Linked DNA regions of Mus musculus: region 2 is linked to region 1. Evidence: chromatin contacts called from public Hi-C data. All regions are on one chromosome and are shown on one strand. The core of a region is the stretch at or near the end of the contact, and the rest is flanking DNA. Distances in the headings are between cores, read along the strand shown.

Region 1 (6,989 bases), core at 3,049-5,548:
GCTGTCATGGGCTTTCTTTACTTCACTGGACAATAAGAGCAATTAAAACCTGTTGTATTAATTAATAAGTCTACTCAAATTGTCCCACCAGTGGTGGTGCATGTCTCTTGCCACCTGACAAAATGTCCTTTATTCTCAAAAGACACACATACACACACACACACACACACACACACACACACACACACACACACACACACAGAGAGAGAGAGAGAGAGAGAGAGAGAGAGAGAGAGAGAGAGAGATCTATTTTAATATGCCCTAAGCAGCACAATAGTGGAGTCACTTTCAAACCTCCATGAGGCTAGCAGACTCTTCCTTCCAATATTCTTGAATTATTACTTACTAAAACCTATATTCCATCCTGGCCACCCTGGCCTACAGCCCTCCTGGGCCACAGTCTCCTACTCTTACATGGTGGCTGTCTTTCTGTCCTGCACATCTCAGGACTGATCTTTCTGTTTCCTTAGCACGGCAGTTCTAAATCCTTCTTCTTCACTGGGTTCCCTTCCCTGGGAAATCTAAAGTCCTGCCTGTCACTCTGCCCAACTATTAGCTGCTGGCAACTTTATTTACCAATTAGAGCCAACTGGGGGGCAGGCACCCATAGCATCTTACATGTAGACATGTGGATTGCTGTGTAATTTGGGAATCCAATTAACATAATATAAACCAAATTCATAGCAAATAGCAGTAACTTTATCAAAGTATTCTATTATTAGTGATTCATTCTACAGGATACTTACAGAATCATAGGATGGAAACCCGTGTTTTGCTAATATCCTATCCACCAGTGTAATATATCCAGTTCTTCTCCAGCTTATAGAAAGATAAATTTCAATGTCTTTGTTGTTGTAAACTTTCTTTCAGTAAACCTTTTTTTTTTTTTGTAAAGAGTTTTTATTATTTCTTTTAAAAACCCTTTGTATTTATTTACATTTGTTGTTTTTTCAAGTTGTCACAGAAAGCATTGCATTTCACTGTGGCATCTTCACACATGTGTGCCACAATTTTTTGTTCTCATTTATTTCCTTCGACCGTTGTACTCCACCCCATGTACCCGCCATTGCCTGTTTCTCTTTTCTATGTTTATTTTTAGTAAAAAAAACCTAAACATTTCTGAACAATTCCTTCATAAATTTTTGATTAAATATTTCTAACTTGTTTGAACAAGTTCAGCCAAGATTTGGCATTTGTTTATTTTAAAAAACATGACCTCATGATAAGACTCTTGGTTATACTAGAAAATACATTTCTTTTATCAAACTGACCATAAGTAGCAAAGTAAAAATGTATGTATTAGCATGCTGAATACTTTCTTATTTTCATGCAGAGCAAGAGAGATATTATGTAGTTAAATCACTTTATGGATAGTTATACATTTATTTGTAAAACTGGAAAACCACAGCATTTCGTAGTGGAAGATCCTAGCTTGAGTTTCACTGTTGTTCATTTGTTTTTACTTTTGTCATTATTTGTTTTCTTCCTGAGATAGAGTTCCTCTATGTATTCAAGGCTTTCTGATCTCCTGTTCAGCCTCCCAAGTACTAAAAGTGACGAAGTGTGCCACCATGCCAGGTTGATGCAGTTCTAGGGATGAAACCCAGCATTGTGTGCATATTTGGGAAGCTATATCCTGGAAATCTCCTTCCTAGTTTCTTTCCTATGAGGAAGAAATGAAGTCTAGCTCAAGGTAATATTGCTAGGGGTTATCTTATCCAGCTAATTACTATCTGAACAGGCTTATATAGTATTACATTAACCTATAAAATAATCAGCCAAAGGTTTATAACATGATTCTTAGAAACCTAGGCACATAGGACATGTGAGAACATTGAGTGTCACTGGCGATATTTAATTTGCTTAAAATTACATAGAGAGGGCCATTGTGCTCTTGGAGGTCTTTGTTACAGATTCAGTAGCCTTGGTAAACGTGGAGATTACAGATACAATGCTAGCATGTGGGAGAGTGAATTTTTTGGGTAAAGGAAGGTCTTACTAATGATTAACACACAGGAAAGGTAGCAGATCATATGACTAAAACTGAAACAGTTTCACCAAGGGTTATGGCTTATTCTCTACTCTTTTCAATTTAACTGCTGAATAAAAATTGCTCTCTTGGTATTATCATGGCTTATTTCAGTGCTCTGAGCATCTAATCTTATCATGCACATCTTGACATAAAATGCTACATGTTTTATCTGACACATGCATGACAGGTAATATAGCCTGTGCTTATAAATGTATCAGCATCCTAGCAAGTAGGTACACAAGAGTAGCCCTTAAAGCTCTTGAGGATAATAATCTTTGAGTATCATGGAAACTTTTTTTTAAGGTGAATTCCTACACCCAATATAAACACATATTAAAAGGGAAAAGGTGGGGCTAGCAAGATGCCTCAGCTAGTAAAGGTGTATTCTGTAACAACTGGTGACTTCAGGGTATTCTGTGACAACTGATGACCTCAGTTTACCACATGGTAAAAGGAGAGAACCAACTCTGGCAAGTTCTCTTCTAACCTCCATACACATGTGTCAATCATCTCTGTCTCTATCTCTGTCTCTTACACACACTCTTGTACACACATACACAGTAAGTAAATACATACATGTTTCAAAATAGAATTCAAATTAAGTTTTTACCTGAGAGTAAGAGTAGGTGAAGAGATAAGAACCAATTGCACAAACAGGGGAGATGGCTCAGTACTTAAGTGTGATGATGAGGACCAGAAGTCTGACTCCCAGCATCTATGTAGAAAGTCAGGCACTATTGCACGGACATGAAAGTTCATTGGTCAGAAAGCTTATATAAAAGGGTATGTTTTTCAAAACATTCAAACATTATTTGTATTAGCATCCAACCTCAGTGATCTAGTGGAGGGCTGGAGGATGTATTTTTTGAAGGAATTTTTAGCTACTTATTATGTAGGCCACAGTAAGCTGAAAATAGATTCTGGTGTATGTTTGTTGATAGGTAATAAAATCACAATTTGATTGAGTTATGGAGTTAATTGTTTCTGACAATAATTGTATATGAAGACATTTATTTTCACCAGTAGGAAGTTTTATTTTGAGAAATTTGCAAGTTCAAACTGAAGGGCTTGTTTGAAGGCACAGTTTGAGAGAGTAACTCAAAGATAATTACATGTTTTTGACATTCCGGAAGCCAAAGGCTGGGAAGGAACAAGAAGACACACAATATAAATGGCCTGTGTTTCATGGACTGTTACAGGGTTTCTTCAGGGTCTCAATATGCACTTTGAAAATAGGCAACTGTGTATTCTGCATTCAGTAGCACAGAAAACACTCATTTTCACTGACTTTTTGTACACCAGCTTGTAAGTTGAGGTTTTAGGATTCTGTCAGTGCCTGATCATCTCAACAGATTGGGTAAGGAAAAGGAGAAGTAAAGCTAAATGAAAAAAATTCTAACCTTTTATGTCTTATTGCAATTTAAAAATACTAATTTTTAAGAATTCCATAGACGCATATAATGTATTTTGATCACATTCACCCATACCCCCCCCCCCCCTTCCCAGGTTGAGCATTTTTGGGAGCAAGTCTGGCGTAAAAGTACATTGTTGACATGGCCATGTCAAGGATTCCAATGCCTCAGCCCGTGGAGGTAGCAGAGTGTTCCTGGGAGGCTCAGAGGATTACACAGCCTTCCTCAGTTCTTCATGTGGATGTGGCCAGTGTGCATAGACTTCTCCTCTTGGATGTTTATGTCCTGAAGACTGCTGTCCAACAGCCATTACTCATACTGAGATTTGCTAAGCCGTCTTCTTGTTCAGATGTGTATAACAACGCGACGCGTCCTCCTGTTTCTCTGTATGTAATAACCAACCTTCTTGTTCAGCTGCGTGTATTAACTTTCCTGTACAACTGTATGCAATAAACAAGCTGAGCTTTTGTGGTGCTGTGACTTTTTCACCATAGAGCCTGACTCTACCTTGGCTTCCGTGTGTCTATGTGGTCTCCCTTTTTATACTACTTTTATTCTTCTGAGATAATAATATAATCATCTCATCTCCCCCTTTACTTCCCAACTCTTCCTTTGCCCTTTTTCAATTTCATGGCCTCTTTTTTATTATTAATTTTTACTATATACATACATGTACAGACACACATACACACACACACAGAAGTGGGGGAGGGAAAAAGAGAACTCTACCCTAACACCACACCTAGCTGATTTTAGGTAAGTTCCGAGGGATCAAACTTGAGTCCTTATACTTCCAGGCAAACACTTTCTCATTTGAACTTTGCTCAGTCATTTTGGGAGTGTTAAAATCTTCTTCAGAGCCATTTCTAGTTAATCATTAGCAAGTGCTCCTTTTACTAGATAGCTTCTAACAGATAAAGCAAAGCCACTCCTCACGAACTTCTCTGTGATCAAAAGGAATAAAGCAGCTGCTTGTGAATGCTGCTGGTGTCCACGAATGGTACAATGCTGGGACTTCCAATCTCATCATTCATTTCCCTTTTAATATGCTACCAACCTCAATGTGTGCTCCTCTGTGCAATGCAGAAGAGTACACACTCACTAGCGTGGTGCCACTCTTGGTTCCCTTCTCTTTCAAACAGCTCCAAAAACACTGTTATCAGGAGCCAAGGCCACTTACCCAGCTCTTTGCCAACACACTGCATTAATGGTAATGCATGACAATGATTGGAAATAGGTTGTTTTTAAATTATAGAGTAAAAGCTTAGAATATTTACATAAAGTGAGGAAACCAAATATCAGCAGAGATGTACTCTGAGCTTTTTAGAGTGTTGAAGACTGGTTACTTTTTAAGCAAGGTTTTTTTTTGTTTTTTGTTTTGTTTTGTTTTTTACGTTAGTTAAGTTACTCTGTGTGGGCATGGGTGTAAGTGTGAAGGTCTTACCACAGGACCTTCACAAGAGGACACCTTACCAGAGTCAGTTCTCTCCTTTTACTATTTGAGTCCCAGGGATTAAACTCAGCCATCAGACTTAGAGACAAGCACCTTTACCTGCTGAGTTGTCTTGTTGGCCCAGACTGATCACTCTGCCTATAGAACTTAGTTACTACCTTTACGGAAATGTCACAGACTTCCTGGAGAAACTCATTTGCCCTCTGATATTGGCTGTGCATGTTCCCAGGCATTGTGGCCATGATCTTGCCAGTGTTTGCCAAGGTCCTTCTTGGATCAGGTGTGGCAGCATGACCATTTAGAGTTACTCAATCAGAGTGTCCAGGTTGGAATTGCTGCAGGTTGTGTTCTTGTGCTAATTATGTTACTTAAAACCTGTTTGCAATGTCCTGCACATAGGACTAAATGGAGCCTGTCCCTAGTTGTTTTTTGACTGGTCAATAATGTTACTGAAAGCCAATGGCTGGACAGAGACACAGAGGCAGGACTTTTAGGATTCTAGGGAAGGGACCAGGGAAGGCCGAAGAGGAGATTCTGCCATGATGAAGGCATAGGAGATAGACCAGGCTGGAAGGGTGTAGGAGGGTAAGACCACCAGCATGTAAGTGCAGGGCAAAAACAGCTTCAGGAGAGCTGCACAGCAGGGTCCAGTGGAGCAAAGACAAAAATATAGATTTAGTAAGTATTAACTCAGGAATATCATATAGGAACTGTATATGTTAGACAGTTAGGGAGTTAGGGAGTGGCCCAGTCATGTTGTTTAAGGTAAGTAAAATATAAGGCTATGTGTGTGTATCTTCTTTTGAGAATCCAGAACATTGGGGTGATAGTGAGAAGCACTCACACACCTGCCAGGAACCATAGAATGGATTGAAATACTATCTATTAAGGAATTATGCTCCGAACTCACTCTCACAATCACAGAATAGCCTCTTAGACTCTCTGGAGGAAAGGTGTACTTCTGAGGAGTGTTGACTTAGTAAAGAAGCCCAGAGTTTGCAGTTTGGGGGAAGTAACCTGTTTAGCTCTTTGATTTTCCACTAAGTGACAAGATAAATAGAAGCTTGTTTAAATCCAGAGTGGCACTATACCCTTGAAGGCTTTGAGTCAAGAGTATTTTCCCTGTACACTTCAGGGACTCAAATTCCTTCCCAAATAAAGGAAGCAGATGAATAATTGCAGGCTGTTGAAAATGCGTGGTGGCTATCAGAGTGTTGAGTCTTCACTGAGGCAGAGTTGGAAGGGTCAGAGAATCAGTGGTGACCTGGGCTGTTATGAGGTTCTCTGAGACTAGACAGGCTGTCTTGGTAGGCCTAAATAACATCTCCATTTAATCCTGGGAGCTAAAGCAGAAATGGGAAGGGCCAAGTGTGAGATCAGTGGAGGTGTGACTGACTAAAAAATGTATATCACTGGGAGTAGGCTTTGAGATTAGAGAGCTTCATCTTGTTTCAATTTGACCTTTTCTGCTTCATGCCTACATTTGAAGATGTGAGTTGTTAGCTTGCTGCTGCTGCTGCCATGCCAGTCACTAGTTACCCAGCCTCCCTGCCCTGATAGAAACTTTTCCTCCTGGAGTTTTCAGCCAAAATAAACTCTTTCTTCCAGAAGTTGCTTTTGATCATGGTGTTTTATGACAGTAAGAGAAAAGTAAACAATACATCGCTTAAAATAGTTTTAAATTTTATTTATAATGTAACACATTTATCGTTTAACTGTTAGAGAACATTAATTAAAAAGAAGAAAACAGATTGTCTATCTCTAGCCTTGTTTCTTGATCCAGGGAAGCCTTGTGGGACCCCAAGGGAGTCCTGCCTCCCTGTAGAAATTTAGGTGTTCCCAAAACCAGCTTGGGATACTGCCTGACCACCCATTTGGGTCTGTCTGTCACCCCAGCTTGTCTGCAGAGTTGGATCTGACCACTACCATGCTGGTAGGGTCTGACTGGAAGACAGCTTACAGAGTAGGTCCACCCTTCACATAGCTTGCAAAGTGGTGTCTATTTGAGGCACAACCAATAGAATAGGATACCCTGACCTCCGTTGTTTGACCCACAGCTTCCCCATTTCTTTCTTGAGAAGACCTGCTGCCA
Region 2 (6,989 bases), core at 3,228-5,727, 210 kb before region 1:
GGGACTTTTAAAGTTATTTAGAATGGGGATAAATAAGATTGTAAGGGTTGAGGCTTACTAGTGATGTTTTTGTGTGTCAAGTTGACAAGGGGTCAATTGTACTGGCTAGTTTTGTGTCAACTTGACACAGCTGGAGTTATCACAGAGAAAGGAGCTTCAGTTGAGGAAATGCCTCCATGAGATCCAACTGTAAGGCATTTTCTCAATTAGTGATCAAGGGGGAAAGGTCCCTTGTGGGTGGGACCATCTCAGGGCTGGTAGTCTTGGTTCTATAAGAAAGCAGGCTGAGTAAGCCAGGTGAGGCAAGCCAGTAAAGAACATCCCTCCATGGCCTCTGCATCAGCTCCTGCTTCCTGACCTGCTTGAGTTCCAGTCCTGACTTCCTTGGTGATTAACAGCAGTATGGAAGTGTAAGCTGAATAAACCCTTTCCTCCCCAACTTGCTTCTTGGTCATGATGTTTGTGCAGGAATAGAAACCCTGACTAAGACACTAGTACTGTGACACAATCCTTGAACAGATCAACCAGAAGGAAGTGCTGTGTCTTATGGGTTCAGAGCTTCCAGTCTGTTGGTCATTGTCTGCACTGTGTCTGAGTCTGAGAAACATAAACCAGGGCAGGTTACCAGGGTCCTGCTTCTTCACATTGGATCCACTTCCTTGTCAGTATCACACCTGGATAGTCCTTAGACTACAGTAGATTGATGGCATAAGATACTAAAGAGGTCAAAGTACTTATGAGCCAGTGAAGATCCAAAGCCACACCTCTGAAATCCACTGCATTGCGAACCATCCTTCAACACATGAGCCTTTGGAGAAAGCCCAGATCTAATCCATAGCAGCATGACAGACTCTAGTCAGGATGGCAGGTCATATCATTATGGGCTAAGAGCTTTGCTCTCCTGGAAAAGGCATGGGAAGAGGCAACTGCCAGTCTGGACTGTTGCCTGGGACACAAGAGAGACTGGCATGGCCTCATCAGACAAATCAAAAAGGACTGCTTGTGTCTGGGAAATCTAGAAGGATTTGGGAATTTGAACATTATGAGTCACCCAACTTCCTGCACTGTCCCATCTAATCATTCACTGACTGGGAGATACTTAGAGAAATTAGGAGGTGCTGAAACTCAGGAATGTTGTAATTCAACAACCCAAAAGATAACACAGTGTCATAATTTCAGTCTCCACAGCCCTGTGGCCACAAGAACACAAGGCACTCTTTTTAGAGAACATATAGTTCTCTAAGCCAACCCAGGTCATGGCTAAATCGTCTGCCTGTCTGGATTAGTCACAGTTCTGCTTTATCTGAGAGTATGGGAAGAGATTTCAAAAGAACTGCCTCTTGCTTTTATCAGTTCTACCAATTTGAATCTATCTGTAAAGCATGATAATAAGATGGAGACTCAAGAGAGAGAGTCCTGTTCAAACTCTGAAGGCAGTCTGAAGGCCGAACTCCTTCTTCCATTGCAGTGGATCTTTTTCTCTTGGGGTTGTAAATGATTTTGAGGAGCCCATCTATCATAGGGACTCAAAGCAGACCAATATAGTACTAAAAAAAAAAAAAAAAAGAAAAAAGAAAGAAAAGAAAAGAAAGAAGAAGCCTTCAGGAGGATCTAGGGCAAAGTTTAATTGACAGAGTACTTGATTAGTGTGCATGAAGCCCTGAATTCTCTCCTTAGCTCTGCATAACACTGGCCTGGTGATGCACGCCTATAATCACTTCTGAAAATAGAGGTAGAAGGATCAGGGATTCAAAAGTCATCTTATTCTACAAAGGGAATTTGATGTCAGCCGTGGATACATGATGAACGAACAATATGCCTGAAAATTCCATGACCTGAATTTGATTCCCAGAACCCATTCAGTGGGGGCTGAAGAGGTACTTGGTCTTCTGAGGACCTGAGTTCAACTTCTGTGCCTACAAGGTGACTCCTGATAATCCATAACCTCTTCAGGCACCAGGCTTGCATGTGGTGCACATACACACTCTGGGAAAACCACTTATACACATTAAATAAGTAAGTAAGGAAATAAATAAACAAATAATGAAACAAAACTTTAGAGAGTCTGGTTGTGCTGATGCACTTTTATAAACTTAGTGGTAGAAATATCTATCATCTATCTATCTATCTATCTATCTATCTATCTATCTATCTATCTATCTCAAAATCCTGGGATTCAGGAATCACTCCCCTATCCTGCTAGACAAACACTAGGGCACTGAACTGAGAGACTGAATTTCAGCACCCAGCCCCCAAAAGATATGAAAGTACACTCATACAAATTAACCAAAAAAAAAAAAAAAAAAAAAAGAAGAAGAAGAAAGAAAGAAAGAAAGAAAGAAAGAAAGAAAGAAAGAAAAGTAAAAAATTAAGAAGAGGTACACAGAACTTGAGGAAGGAAGCCCAAGGTTGTCTTTTGGCTTCCATGTGTATATATGTATACTCCTCCACTACATATACATCATATACATATACACAAGTATGTAAATTAATTAATTAATTAATAACTTCACAGCCACACCCTGACCTCCACTGAACTAAATATCGGGGTACAGTTTATCTAGGTAAGTTGACACATGAAATTAACTATCATCCTGTCTTTGCTTCTATAATAGTAGAGCACAGCTAATCGGGATTTTTTTTTTTTTTTACCCCATGTGAACTTCTACTTTTGGTAATTAGTAACTTGGTCTTCCCAGACTTGCCTAGCTCCTCCTTCTCATGTGACCACAGTTCTCTAAAACATCATCAGATAAGCATTTCTCGAGAGCAAGGCTACTTAGCTTCAAGTTTGCTATAATTACCATGCTGCTCAAAGTTCTTACCTGAAAATAACCGAGTTCACCCAGGCTGGTTTTAGTTGCAATGGGCTTAATAAAGGCTCATGGGATCGTACAGGAAGCGAAGAGAAATGCTGTTGCCATGAAGTCATACTGAAGAAAGAGCCTCATGAGAGCTGCTGCCCCATTGCTGCTAGCTCCAGACCAAGTTCTGAGCTAAGGCAGATGTTCCTAAGCCCAAGATCTATGCATGATGTTCTGGGAGTTGATTATTTACAGGGAAAATGAGCATAGTTGTTCATCTTTTTTCACTCTAGGCTGATGAATTAATTACATGATGGGAACCCTTCACTGTCAACTCAATGCCAGGGCTCAAAAAAACTGGAGACAAGGCTCACTTAATAACCTGTGACTCCTCTCTGCACTTCTCACCCCACCCCCTACCCTATACCTTTCTAGCCCAGGGCCTGGCTTTGGATTCCCGTTCCTCAACTTTTCTTTCCTCTATAAAACCTGCACTTGACCTCTTGGTCCTCTGCTCTTGGCTCCTGGTCCTCTCTCTTGACCTTTAACCTTTTCACCTTCTTACTCACTCAGTCTGGACTGTTCCAGATGCCTCTGACTGCTCTCTCCCTCATATCTATAAGCGAACCTTTGTCCTCAAACACATGTAGGAGCCAGTCATACTCTCATTGTCATTCACTCAACCGGACTCAGAATCACCTATGTCCTAGGAGACTGTTAAGTGTATGTCTATGAAAAAGCGAAGAAGCTCCCAGCCTGACCGTGGGCAGCTCCATCCCATGGGCTGGAGTCCCGGACGGAATGGAAGAAGGGAAAGGAAGCTGAGCTGACACACCTCTGCATCCCAGACAGCCACTCAGGAGCCGTTCTGCCCAACAATTCTCCCTGCCCGATACACTGAACTTTCTGAAAAAAGGAATCCTCCCCCCCTCCCCTGACACAGCAATAGGCTTTTGCTTTTTGTTTGTTTGTTTGTTTGTTTTCGAGACAGGGTTTCTCTGTATAGTCCTGGCTGTCCTGGAACTCACTTTGTAGACCAGGCTGGCTTCAAACTCAGAAATCTGCCTGCCTCTGCCTCCCAAGTGCTGGAATTAAAGGCGTGCACCACCACCGCCCAACTTTTTTGCTTTGTTTTTGAGAACAGGTCTTACTATATAACTCTATATATACTGGAACTCGCTAGGTTGGTGAGGCTCACCTTGAACTCAAAGAAATCTGCCTGCCTCTGCCTACAAAGGGCTGGCATTAAAGGGGAATGCCAGGGCCAAGAAGTGGGGAGTGGGTGGGTAGGGGAGCAGGGGGGGGGAGAGTATAGGGATAGTATTTGAAATGTATATAAAGAAAATATCTAATAAATAAAATTTAAAACAGCTAGGTCACAGACTCTTACCTATTTTAGAACTCTGTAGGAAGCATTCTAAAATGCTCCCTAAGATTCTGTCCTGTGGCATGCAAGCTCACCACCTGAGAATATTGACAGTGATGGACACAAAGGCCTAGATTTCTGAGGCTCCAGAATGAGATTATAAGTGGCTGTCCTTGGGTGACTGGCAAATGTTGTCCTAGGTGGGTCATACTGAATCAAATCAGCGATTTGCTTAGTTAGTTGGCTGTCTTTGGTTTTTTTGGTTTTGGTCGAATCAGAGTCTCTTAAAGGCCATGTTTGTTTGGAACTTGCTGTGGCCAAGTTTCACTTGAAAGACCTTGGACTCTGGATCTGTGTGGCCATGTCTTCTCTGGAGTGCTAAGATAACAAGTATCTTTTGCTTTGTTTTTTTTTGTCTGTTTTGTTTTGTTTTGTTTTAAGATAAGATCTTTCTATGTAGCTCAAACTGGCTTCAGGCAGATCTTCCTGTCTCAGCCTCTTGAATACTGGGGTTTCAATTGTGTACCTCACTTCTAGCCAAATAATAACTGCCTCTCTCTCTCCCTCTCCTTTTCCCACTCCCTCTGTTATTCATGTATATAATGTATGCATAGGAATGCATGAATGTGTGCCTCTGGGTATACATGTAGAGGTGAGAGCAAGATGTTCAGTGTCTTCCTATAGTTTTTTACAGGAAACATTTTAGCAAAGCTGGCTGGCTCTTGGAATTTGCTTGTCTGGGCCCTTCCAATGCCAGAGTTAAGTGCAAGAACTCTTACCCACTGGGCCATTCCCCCAGCTCCTAAATGAGCTCTTTAGAAAGTGAAGCATCCATGAAATGCTCTTGGGCTGGAAGATAAGCACACAGTTGAAAGAAAGCCAGGACTTAGCCCTCTGCCAAAGGAACAGGATTTGACTGACATTCAGAGAGAGCTTAGAAGAAAGCTTGACCCTGAATGCAGCTTGCCTGATGCCTAACTGCAGCCTTGTGAGGTCTTAAGCGTATGTTCCAATGTGCTCTCCCAGCCTCCCAGCAACCTGACTCTAAGTAGGAGGTGATACTTGCGTATTTATTGCTTTAGCCACTGGAGTTGGTGATAATTCTGTACACACAATAGAAAATGATTTCAGAGAAGTTTGGATCCATCAGTGAGATAGTTTCTAGTGGCATAAAGATGCTGTAAGACTCTGTCAAGCCTTAGCTTACTGACGACCCCCCTGGGTGAACCACGTGGAGCTGGAATCGATGCAAAAGCAAGAGGAATATTATTTAATTCAGCATGCTGGGGGTCACCCTGCACATAGGACGAGAACGATCCCACGCAGCCCATCCAGTGAGCCTTTATACAGTTCTCAGGGCCACTGCCATTAAGCACAATATGATTGGCAGAACAGTGTGATTTTTAAACTGATTGGTCTATAGGGAATGAGGTGGCCAACGGTCTCAGAATGTGTCTACAAGCTCTGGTGGTTGGTCCCTCCTCTCCGTGGTCTGAGGAATGTAATTAGTCCCTCCCTTCCAGAGGGGAGTGGTGCCTATGTTCTTTATGGCCTTTCTCTTCCAGGAGGGGCGGGGTCCGTTGGAATTTTCTAACTTCTGAGCTGACCTCTTCAATGCCTCTTCAAATCTATTTATTTATCGGAAGTAGAGACATTAAATCTTTTAAAAGTGTTTTTATTTTATGTGTATGAATGTTTGCGTATATGTATGTATGCACAAGGTGTGTGTGCCACAAAGGCTAGCAGTAGGCATTGGATACTCAAGGATTGTAATTATAGATGGTGTGAATGTTCCTGGGGTTACTGGAAACTGAACTCAGGTCCTTTACAAAAATAGTAAGTGCTCTTAACTACTTAGCCATCACTCCTGTCCCTAGAGACATTTTAAAAAATAGGGACACAAAAGAAGTATTTATGCAGTAATGTATTCACAAGCCTACTGAATTCTTCTTGTTTTTAAGTATAGGATTCTTATGCTCTGACCAGTGATTAAAAGAAAGAATCAAAGCCTAGACTAAAATCTAGGCTAGTCAGTCCCACAACCTGCCTCCAGGTCCTAGTATCTGTTACAAAGCTTGGACAGAACTGATACATTTTCAATAGTCGCTCATATCAAATATGTGTAACTTTGTTTTAATGGCAGTGGACCGCAGGGCCTTGAGATGCTAGGAAACACTCCACTGTTAATCTATACCCTCATTCCCCTTTTTACTTTGTACACTTGGAGACAGATTCTCACTTACTTGCCCAGACTGACCTTGAACTCAGACTGTAGTCAAGACAGGCCCTGAATTTGTAATTCTCCTGCCTGTTGAATAGCTGAGATTACAGGCTTGTGCCTGACCTGGCAAAAGTCTCATTCTTGATATTTTTTGTACTTTTTTTTTTTTTTGGTCTTGTGTTGGCTTTTTCTCCCTTTTCATGTTTTTATTAATTATGTGCAATTCTGTATTTTGTTATGACATTTGTTTATTATACCCACCGATCATTACCCTCTGATGTCCCCTTCCCACATATGATGATCTCTGTTCTCCTAGGCCTCTTTTATTTTCATGCCCTCTTTCCTTTCTGTGTTTCTTAATAAGTTTAGCTAGGGTTGCTTATAGGAGCACGAGCATTATACTATTCATCATTGAAGCCTAGCCTTCTCTCCCTTAGCAACCATTTCCTGCCTCAGGAAAAAGCAGATTGTCATGAATCCCTTCCACTTCCATGACAGGATCATAATAGGGCCAATCTTGTGCAGATTTTATTCAGATAATCCCAGCCACTATGAGTTCCGAAGTGACATGACCAAGTCATTTCCAGAGGGCAGGGTC

What was found. A called contact is a pair of places that touch in the nucleus more often than the background predicts.
Region 2: a Hi-C map of liver shows a contact between it and region 1, with 4 times the contacts expected there. The contact joins two enhancer-like sites. A contact is called at or near these places in 5 of 484 Hi-C or Micro-C datasets (conventional type 1 dendritic cells, granulosa cells, liver and 2 more).

The regions. Positions count from the first base shown.
Region 1 is chr3:21,789,775-21,796,763 of GRCm38.p6, reverse strand. The region is part of intron 1 of 7530428D23Rik (RIKEN cDNA 7530428D23 gene); the gene reads left to right. Among named protein-coding and RNA genes, the nearest start is that of 7530428D23Rik, 7.5 kb to the left of the region's middle. Within about 2 kb of position 4,298, at least 13 of the 459 cell types and tissues checked have an H3K27ac peak or open chromatin away from gene starts, as enhancers often do. A contact at or near this core is called in liver, where this site is marked.
Region 2 is chr3:22,004,344-22,011,332 of GRCm38.p6, reverse strand. No RefSeq gene overlaps it. Among named protein-coding and RNA genes, the nearest start is that of Gm31813, 43 kb to the right of the region's middle. Within about 2 kb of position 4,477, at least 24 of the 459 cell types and tissues checked have an H3K27ac peak or open chromatin away from gene starts, as enhancers often do. A contact at or near this core is called in liver, where this site is marked.